Regions from separate parts of the Anas platyrhynchos genome. Here region 1 is linked to region 2. A link is a contact called in public Hi-C data. All regions are on one chromosome and are shown on one strand. Each heading gives the region's core, a stretch centred on a gene start, on an enhancer-like site or on the middle of the called end of the contact. The rest is flanking DNA. Distances are from core to core; before and after follow the strand shown. Region 1 overlaps KCNQ1 (potassium voltage-gated channel subfamily Q member 1). Region 2 holds the start of TSPAN32 (tetraspanin 32).

Region 1 (3,977 bases), core at 750-3,249, 110 kb before region 2:
ACCTGAGGTTATTCTCTCAAAGACGACAATAGAAAGATTGCAGAGATAGGACCAAATATGTTGTCCAACTTTTAAGTTGTAACAAAACAACTCTTAGCATAGCTTAATTTGGTCAAAAGTAACTCTTTTTCTCTCCATTCTTACTTTTTAGTTAACAAAATCCTGTTACAATTGTTTATATTTTTTGAATATTTTTCTGCAAATGTAAGAAATGTACTTTATTAGTGAAACAGAAGACTTAATATTTAGAGTCAAGTTTAAACAAAAGGGCCTTGTTAATGCTTAACATTAATGTCTAACATAGCAGAAAATAAGTCAGCTCACCTTCTCCCTGGCTGTACACATGAATTACAAGAGTAGGGAAATGCATTTAAAAACAAACAAACAAAAATCAGGTCTGGAAATCTGAAAAGAAGTGGCTAATATTTAAGATGATATATCTTCTATTATCTTTGTGAAAATAGCTGCAAAATGAAATGAAAATATCAGTTCACCTCTCCCTATCTGGTCCTCATTTCAAGCCAACAACTTTTTCCTCTCCATCCCTTTGCCCCTTCCTCATGCAGACCTGCCTAGTGTAGTGATGTTGCTGATCCTATTTAGACAGTAGACATTTACTCCTGTCTGGAAACAGCACTGTAGATAAGCATATTTACATTAGAGTAAAGATGGCTGGCAGGATATGTAAAGCACACCTGCTTGGGCACAATTTCCTCTTTCCCTTGTTAAAGCCTTACATTCCTTGTATGTCTTTTAATTCTAAAAATTACAGTGTATCAAGATCTGTTTGCAGCTTATCCAATTATCTAAACAAAACTTAAATCTAGTACTTCCCATAATGTTACTTGACACACAAACCTGTCCAATTACAAAGAAATTGTCTAACAATTAAAATATTTTCAGATGCCTGGATTTTTACCAGTGCTTTACGTGTTGGAATAACAAGACACTTAGTGCAAGCAGTCCGAGATCACGCACTGGCTAGTGCTTCATCCAAAGTAAGAGTGATTGCCATAGGAATAACTTCCCTCGGAAAAATTCAGCACAGAGAAATTCTGGAGAACGCAAAGGTATTTTTCCTTTTATTCTACTTGTGAGACAGGATTGTTCAGAAGTGAACTTCACATTTACAAAATTTGGAAGTAGTAGGCAGCAAAACATCGTGCTGTCTTAAAAGTGGGATTCAAAGGGTGTTTTAGGGAAAGACCTTAGCAATGAGCACGAAGAATCGTTAGACCCTACTGCTTCCATGCCTCGTGCGTTAAACTTGGCAGCAAATCTGCAAATATCCACCAGGTGGCAGGATTGGCCATTAGCTCAGTAGCTGGCAATAGGGTGAACCTGAGGAACAGCACACATCATAGGATGCCTGAAAGCTTTTTTTCTCCTTGTTCATCTACGGCAGAATTCCAAGCTATTTCAGAAATACTGTAAAAACTGAATATCCTAGTATGAAACCGAATCGTAATTATTTCAAGTTCTCCTGGCCAGTCACTGAACTGGTGTCTAATACACAAAACCTTCTCTACATGCTGGGCCAAAAGTGCTAGCCATACAAGACTTTGTTTAGTTGGTGAGAGTTCTGGGGACTTCAGAATTCAGATCAAAGCAATTGAAGTTTGTGAGAGGGGAAAAAAAAAAAGTACACACAAAACAACAATAAAATACACACTAACAAAAAAAGTAAAAAAAAAAATCAGAAGAGTCGTTGCAAATGCCAAGTTGATGCTGAATTGACTTGGAGGTGGAAAAGGGAATTAATGACATTCTTGTCACTGCACTGTCTGTCCTAAGCAGACTATTATAACAGTAAAATGGGTGTATAGTAGTGACAACAACACTTTCTGTGTTATTTTACTTTCCTACAGAAGCTGAAAAGCAGGTAACAAACACAGCCCTTTGAACTTGCACCTAGTTCTCTCAGATAAGCTGGCAAGTACCAGCTATCAGCAGGGAGGCTGCCAGACTGTATTTGCATTTTATTGTCATTAGTTTTCTCTCTTTTCCATCCCTTTTGCCAAGGACAGGTATCAATGTGCTCTGTCAGATGAGGCTCTCCAGCTGGAAGACTTGAACCTATTTGTGTGGCTCAGAGGAAAGAATCTCATTAGGGAATTTTGTTTAGAAAAGTTCCTTTGGCAAGAGCAAACTAGTTGCTTCACCTCCCTCCCAATCTAAGTGATCAAAACACACCTGGATCTTTCCCAAACAGTAGCTACAAAATAAGTGCACCATTCTTTTTACTGCGTTAGATTTTCTCCCTCTTGACTAAAGCTCAAATTCTTTGTCAAAGAGTAGGTGGAGAGCACTCTTGACCCTCTGACTTCTGGCACTGCTTCTACCCAAGAACACCCTAGATCTTAGAAACTTTAGGACAAAAAAAGAGCTATAGACAAGGATATTGACCTAAACCCAGTTCTTCTTATAGTTGACACTAACACAAACAGCTTGTTGTACAAAATAGAGCTAAGAATTCACAGTAGCAAGGAGAAAAACAAGGCCCAATATCAGTGGGTCACTCCTTCATTTCTGTGTTACTGGCATGCATTAAAGAACCTTGAACAACTGCTTCTGCATTTTCAGTGGACACAGGAAAATCCCTGAGAGATTTTTTTTCAGTTGGTTGTTGTGTACCGGGGTCCCAATCTAAGGCCACATCTCTCTGGCAAGTAGGCTTAATGTTACACGGCAGCAGAATATAGGCACAACCTCCATCTAAACAAAACATGAAAGCAAGTAACTGCTTCAAGGTAACCTTCCCCAATGAGACAGGAGCAGGAGGGAGGCAAGAGAAATTTGTGGCACTAGCTGTCTGTAAAGGACATGCAAATTTACTACTTCCCCCCCCTCCCGGAACAGCCTCTGACATTTCTACTCTTCCCAGAGCTGCTGAGAGGGCAAGAATCCCTACCTGTACCTGCATGCTCTGTCACATTTTTAGAATGCAGCTTCCACATTAAGAATAACCATGAGACCTCACATAACCATGTAAATTAAACCAAGCTGTGTTTAAATCTATATGGATGTATAGCAGGCTGACTTATCTACTGGTCTAAGCATGGTGAAAATGTTACTGAAATGAACAGGTTTGCCCTTGTCTAAAATCGGGCACAAACATCTGAGACATTAAGGCATCACTCACAGTTATCTAGTCTCATGGCCCCAAACATTTGTGCAAGCACTTGCAGCACCTCTGCACAAATGCCTTTGTTCTAGAGATGATTCCTAATGTCAGTATATTTTGCAGAGCCTGAGAGGGGAACTTCAGGGACTTCAGCTTTCAGGCTATCACATCTAGCACCTTTCAGAAGAAACAAATACTCCTTCCTTTTCATAGAGGCTATTCAAGTGTCTGAAAAGTGGTGCTCTATGTCATGGCACAGATAACATGAAAAAGGGAGATGAAGCACATAGAAATGCAGACTGTTCTTTGTAGAAAAATGCTCACATCTCTCCTATCTCTAGGATGAAAGCCTTGTACATTACCAGTCAGATGATAATGTCCAAGGCCCACTGTATTCACTGGACCACAACCATTCCCATTTTATTTTGGTGGATCACGTAACACCAGAGGATCCAGACAGAACGACTGAACTACGGCTCACCTTGGAAAAGCACATTTCAGAACAGCGCACTGGGTATGGTGGTAAGTAGACTATACAAGCATCCTATAGCTTGAATAATAGCGACATTACAGGGATACATGTGGGTCCCTCGCCTTATCAAAGGCAACTCCAGTTCTCAGTTTACCATCTACATAGGCAAGATCAAGTAAACACAGTTGTCATTGTGTAAGAGGCAGAACTAAGCTGACTTAAGTTGAAAAAAAAATGCTCTTTGAACCAAAAATCCTGACATTTATTGCATCTCCTTAAACATAGCTCAAAGCTGACCTTCAAAGCATCTCTCAAATTGCCTCGAAACACAACAGATGGAAAATAAATCCAGGTTTAAGTGCCCTAACCAGTGGCTCTAAG
Region 2 (3,967 bases), core at 1,120-3,619:
CTAAAACTCAAGCTTGTTCCCTGCCTCGCCAAGCTGGCAGGGCTGGAGCTTTAACCACCCGGTCTAAGCACACCTTTTACCTGGTTTGGTTGCAGATACCTGTTCCCAGTACCTTGGTAGGATTTTTGGCTGTTTCTACAAAATGTGCTGGCCATCAGCATGGCCCTTCTGCAGCCCTCCCACCTTGCTGCCAGTGTTTCTCAGCTGCTCTCCTTTGCCAGAGCACAGCTTATCGCTCCCAGCTCGCTGCGAAAACCACAGGTGACCACAGCTCCATCTGTGGCTTCCTCCCTTATCTCTGGTTATCAGCCAGAGCACAGGAAGGGGGGAGTGAGGCTCAACATACCCTCGGGGAGTCCCAGGTGCCTTCTTCCTTGGTCCTCGTGGCAGGCTGCAAGCTTCAGATCGATGGGCTGCAAAACCAAGCACGGGTATCCCCATCTGCAGCGGTGGAGGAAGTACGCAGCACCTCAGCCAGAAGGAAAGGACTGATGTAAAAAAGAGAAAAAAGAAAAAAAAAAACAAAAAAGGAACAAACTGAGAGTGTGTTTTTGCTGAGCTGAAAAACCTCCAGCCCGCTTCTGAGTTGGAGGGAAATGCTGCCCATGCTGTCAGATGTGAGCACTGAAGGAGCTGTGAGATTTGCTGTGGGACTGAACAGAAGTTTAGGAGAAGAGGCTGGGTTTGTATGGGCGCTTTCTTGCCTTGCACTTTTCTAGGTCTCTCACTGTCAGTGTAGCCATCAGCAGTGCAACAGCATCACTGCAGCACGAGTCATTCACATCAGAGCCCAGCAGCAGGCAAAGAAAAACCTCCTGCAAAACAGCAGGTGGGAATGGCTCCAAATGTGGCAGGTTCACAGGTGCCCATAGCACGGCTGCACTCATGAGCACGTGTGCAGATAAAACGTGCCAGCATGAAGGCTCCCTGCACCAAAGCGTGCCCTGGCTGTGTGAACCCCAGGATGCAAAGCCTGCCTTCCCCCAGGCACCACAAGGACGCTTTGCGCAGCCTGCTTAGCATTCATATGGCACATGGGCACCAGCAAGCTGAAACCCCAACTTTTAAGCCCACAGCTGTCTCTTTTTGAGGAGGGAAGGAGAGGGGAGGAGGGGGAGGGCGCTGGGTTTTGCCAAGGTTAGAATTCAGCGTGGGACCATGCTGTGAGCGGAAGCAAGGCTTGGCTTGGGAGACAACAAACCAGCAAGAAAAAGAGGGTAAGCTGAAGGCAGGCAGTTCCCAGACCAAACTCAACTTTCATTCTATCCCCTCCCAAAACTGAAACAACCGCATTCATGGCTCTAAAGCCCACCGCCATTCTCAATCTCAAGTCTTTTTGCTTTCCCACGTAGCGTTCACATTGCAACCTGGGGCTGCTCGGGAGCCAGCTGTGCCAGCGATACATCCAAGCAGCAGTTCCAGCTCTACTCCAGCAAAACCAGTGCAAGAAGAGCCCAGGTGGCATGCACCTGCTTGCCGAGGATGCTCGGCCACCCCCTGCCACTTATTGCTCACATTTTTCCCTGTCCTGCCTTGTCGTGATGGGCCTCTGTCACTTTCTGATGAGGTGCAGAAGTGGAGGCAAAATCAAATGCAGCAGCTCCGTGTGACGGAGGGCTCCCTGCAGGGGTGAGCCCAGCACGTGCTCTGCTGTGCTCCCAGGTGCCTTTTTGTGTTACCAAGAATAATAAAAGGAATCCCTGTAGTTATTTCTGTACCATGAAAATCCGGTTATTACTCTTGAGCGTTGCAGAAAGTTTTCTCTTGAACAGCTCATAAGAAAGCAGCTTCCTCTTTCCTGAGAGCAAGGCTTGCACCAGCAGTGACTTTTTGAGCACCTGCTACTAAAAGACCAACAACACTGCCCCGCTGCAGCACTGCCCTCTCTGCCCAGCCCAATCCCCAGCAAGTGCCACACAAACCCCGGGGCAAGCAGAGCTTGCACAGACAGAAACCAAGCACCAGCCTGGAGCAAACCCTGCAAACACTGCACACCGCTTCATTTACCCCTGCAAGCAGCTCCCCTGGACCTCCTGCGGCAAAACGCACCCCACGCCGTGAGCAGACCCTGCTGCACCTACCTGGGGGGAGGCAGCTCTGCATAGGTGGGGGCATTGCCTGCTGCCCAGGTCCCGCTCCTCACTCAGAAATGCAAGCTGGGGCTGAGAGCAGCAGGGTTTAACTCTGCATCTCTCACTTTGGCTTAGTTTGCTTTTTTTTTTTTAATTATTTTTTTTTAGCCAAGCCCCGCTCACGCACCGCATTTCCCTATCACCCCCTTGACCCCCGGGGTTGCCCCTTAACCCTAAACCCTCCAGCGCCCGCAGCCCCTTCGCACTCATTTTTTGGGGAGAGGGGGCGCAGAGACCCGGCAGAGCCCCTCCCCGCCGTGCCCCCAAGCAGCCCCACACCTCCCCTTCACCCCCCAAAAAAGCCAAAAAAAAAAAAAACAAAACACTCAACCCAACCCAACCCACCACCCGGGGGCGCGGCGCACGGGCGGGGTTTGGGATGGAGCTGGGGGGGGGGGGGAAGGGAACGGGATGGGACGGGACGGCACCGGGGGCCGGCGGCGCCACGCGCCGGGCGCGCGCGGAGGAGGCGGGGAGGGGGGGCGGCACGGGGGCGCGCGTGGCGGGGCGCGTGCGGCCGGCGGGGGCTCGCGAGCGGCGGCGTTGATAAGCACCGGGCGGCGCCGCGCCCGCCGCACAGCCGCGGAGCCGGCAGCGGGAAGGAGGCTTGGGGAGGACGAGGAGGAGGGAGGGGGGGAGGCGGGCAACACGGCGCTGCCCCCGCCGCAATTCCCCCCTCGGTCGGGGTTGCTCCTGGCCCTGCTTTTTTTTTTTTTTAATTTGCAGTTTTTTGTTGCGTTTTTATTTGCATTTTTACGCGCGTGGCAGTTTGCATTTTTCTCGCGTTTTTGCTCGCATTTTTACTCTCGTTTTTCTTGCATTTTTACTGGCGGGTTTTCTTGCGTTTTACCCGAGTTTTGCTTGCATTTTATTTGCATTTCTCCTCGCATTTTACCTGCGTTTTGGTTGTACTTCATTTACATTTTACCCGCGTTTTATTTCAATTTTTTTTTTCTTGCATTTTCCCCGCATTTTGCTTGCATTTTCTTTGCATTCTACCCGCATTTTCCCCACACTCCGCGACACTTTTCCTTGCATTTCACTCCACTTTCCTCTCCCCCAATTTGCATTCCCCTCGATTCACTTTTCCTCTCAACTCCAACCTCCCCCCCACCCCCGCAACTTTCTCCCCCTTTCCGCCACCGTGGCCTCACGGCGATGAACAGCGGGGCTCTGCCTCCGCTCCCCCCTCACCCCTCCGCCCCCCGGGGCCGCCGGCGGCCCCCATCCCCGGAGCTGCTGCGCTGCAAGCGCCGCTTGGCTTTCGCCTCCCTCCCGGGCACCGGGGGGGCCGCGGCGGCCGTGGCTCGCCGCAACGAACGGGAGCGCAACCGGGTGCGCTTGGTCAACCTGGGCTTCGCCGCCCTCCGCCAGCACGTCCCCCACGGGGCCGCCAGCAAGAAGATGAGCAAGGTGGAGACCCTGCGCTCTGCCGTCGAGTATATCCGTGCCTTGCAGCGGCTTCTGGACGAGCACGACGCCGCCGCCGCTTTCCCCGACGGCCGCCCGCCCCGTCCGGGGCGGGCGGCCGTCGGGGAAAGCGGTGGCGGCAGCGGTGGTTACTCCTCTGCCTCCCCTTGCTCCTCCGAGGAGAGTGGTTACGATGGGGAGCTCAGCCCCGAGGAGCGGGAGCTGTTGGATTTCACCAGCTGGCTCGGGAGCTACTGAGCTGCCGGGAGGTGAGCACGCTTTGGGGGGCTGCTTTTCTCTCGGGGTGGGGGGCTGCTGCTTCTTCCCCCATGCTTGGTGGTGCTCCAGGGATCAACGTGGGGTTTGCGATCTCTTTACAGATATACCTCAGGGCCCTTCGTCTTCCGTAGCAGCCAGCATCACAT

What was found. Hi-C and Micro-C count contacts between places; a contact is called where the count stands out from the background.
Region 1: a contact with region 2 is called in a Hi-C map of liver, with 5 times the contacts expected there. The contact joins the enhancer-like site here to the promoter of TSPAN32 in region 2. A contact is called at or near these places in 4 of 8 Hi-C or Micro-C datasets (liver, skeletal muscle and subcutaneous adipose tissue).

The regions. Positions count from the first base shown.
Region 1 is chr5:28,536,298-28,540,274 of IASCAAS_PekinDuck_T2T, reverse strand. All of the region lies in intron 1 of KCNQ1 (potassium voltage-gated channel subfamily Q member 1), which reads right to left. TRPM5 (transient receptor potential cation channel subfamily M member 5) reads left to right here. Exons shown (of 26, transcript XM_013099790.5): 5 at 904-1,070; 6 at 3,466-3,646. Among named protein-coding and RNA genes, the nearest start is that of TRPM5, 17 kb to the left of the region's middle. Within about 2 kb of position 1,999, at least 1 of the 8 cell types and tissues checked has an H3K27ac peak or open chromatin away from gene starts, as enhancers often do.
Region 2 is chr5:28,422,351-28,426,317 of IASCAAS_PekinDuck_T2T, reverse strand. TSPAN32 (tetraspanin 32) reads right to left here and starts at 2,369. Exons shown (of 11, transcript XM_072038531.1): 1 at 2,082-2,369; 2 at 347-488. It overlaps ASCL2 (achaete-scute family bHLH transcription factor 2), which reads left to right and starts at 2,662. Exons shown (of 2, transcript XM_027458024.3): 1 at 2,662-3,811; 2 at 3,923-3,967. The coding sequence starts at 3,291. The coding sequence ends at 3,800. LOC119717204 (a long non-coding RNA gene) reads left to right here and starts at 976. Exons shown (of 2, transcript XR_005266367.2): 1 at 976-1,217; 2 at 1,353-2,227.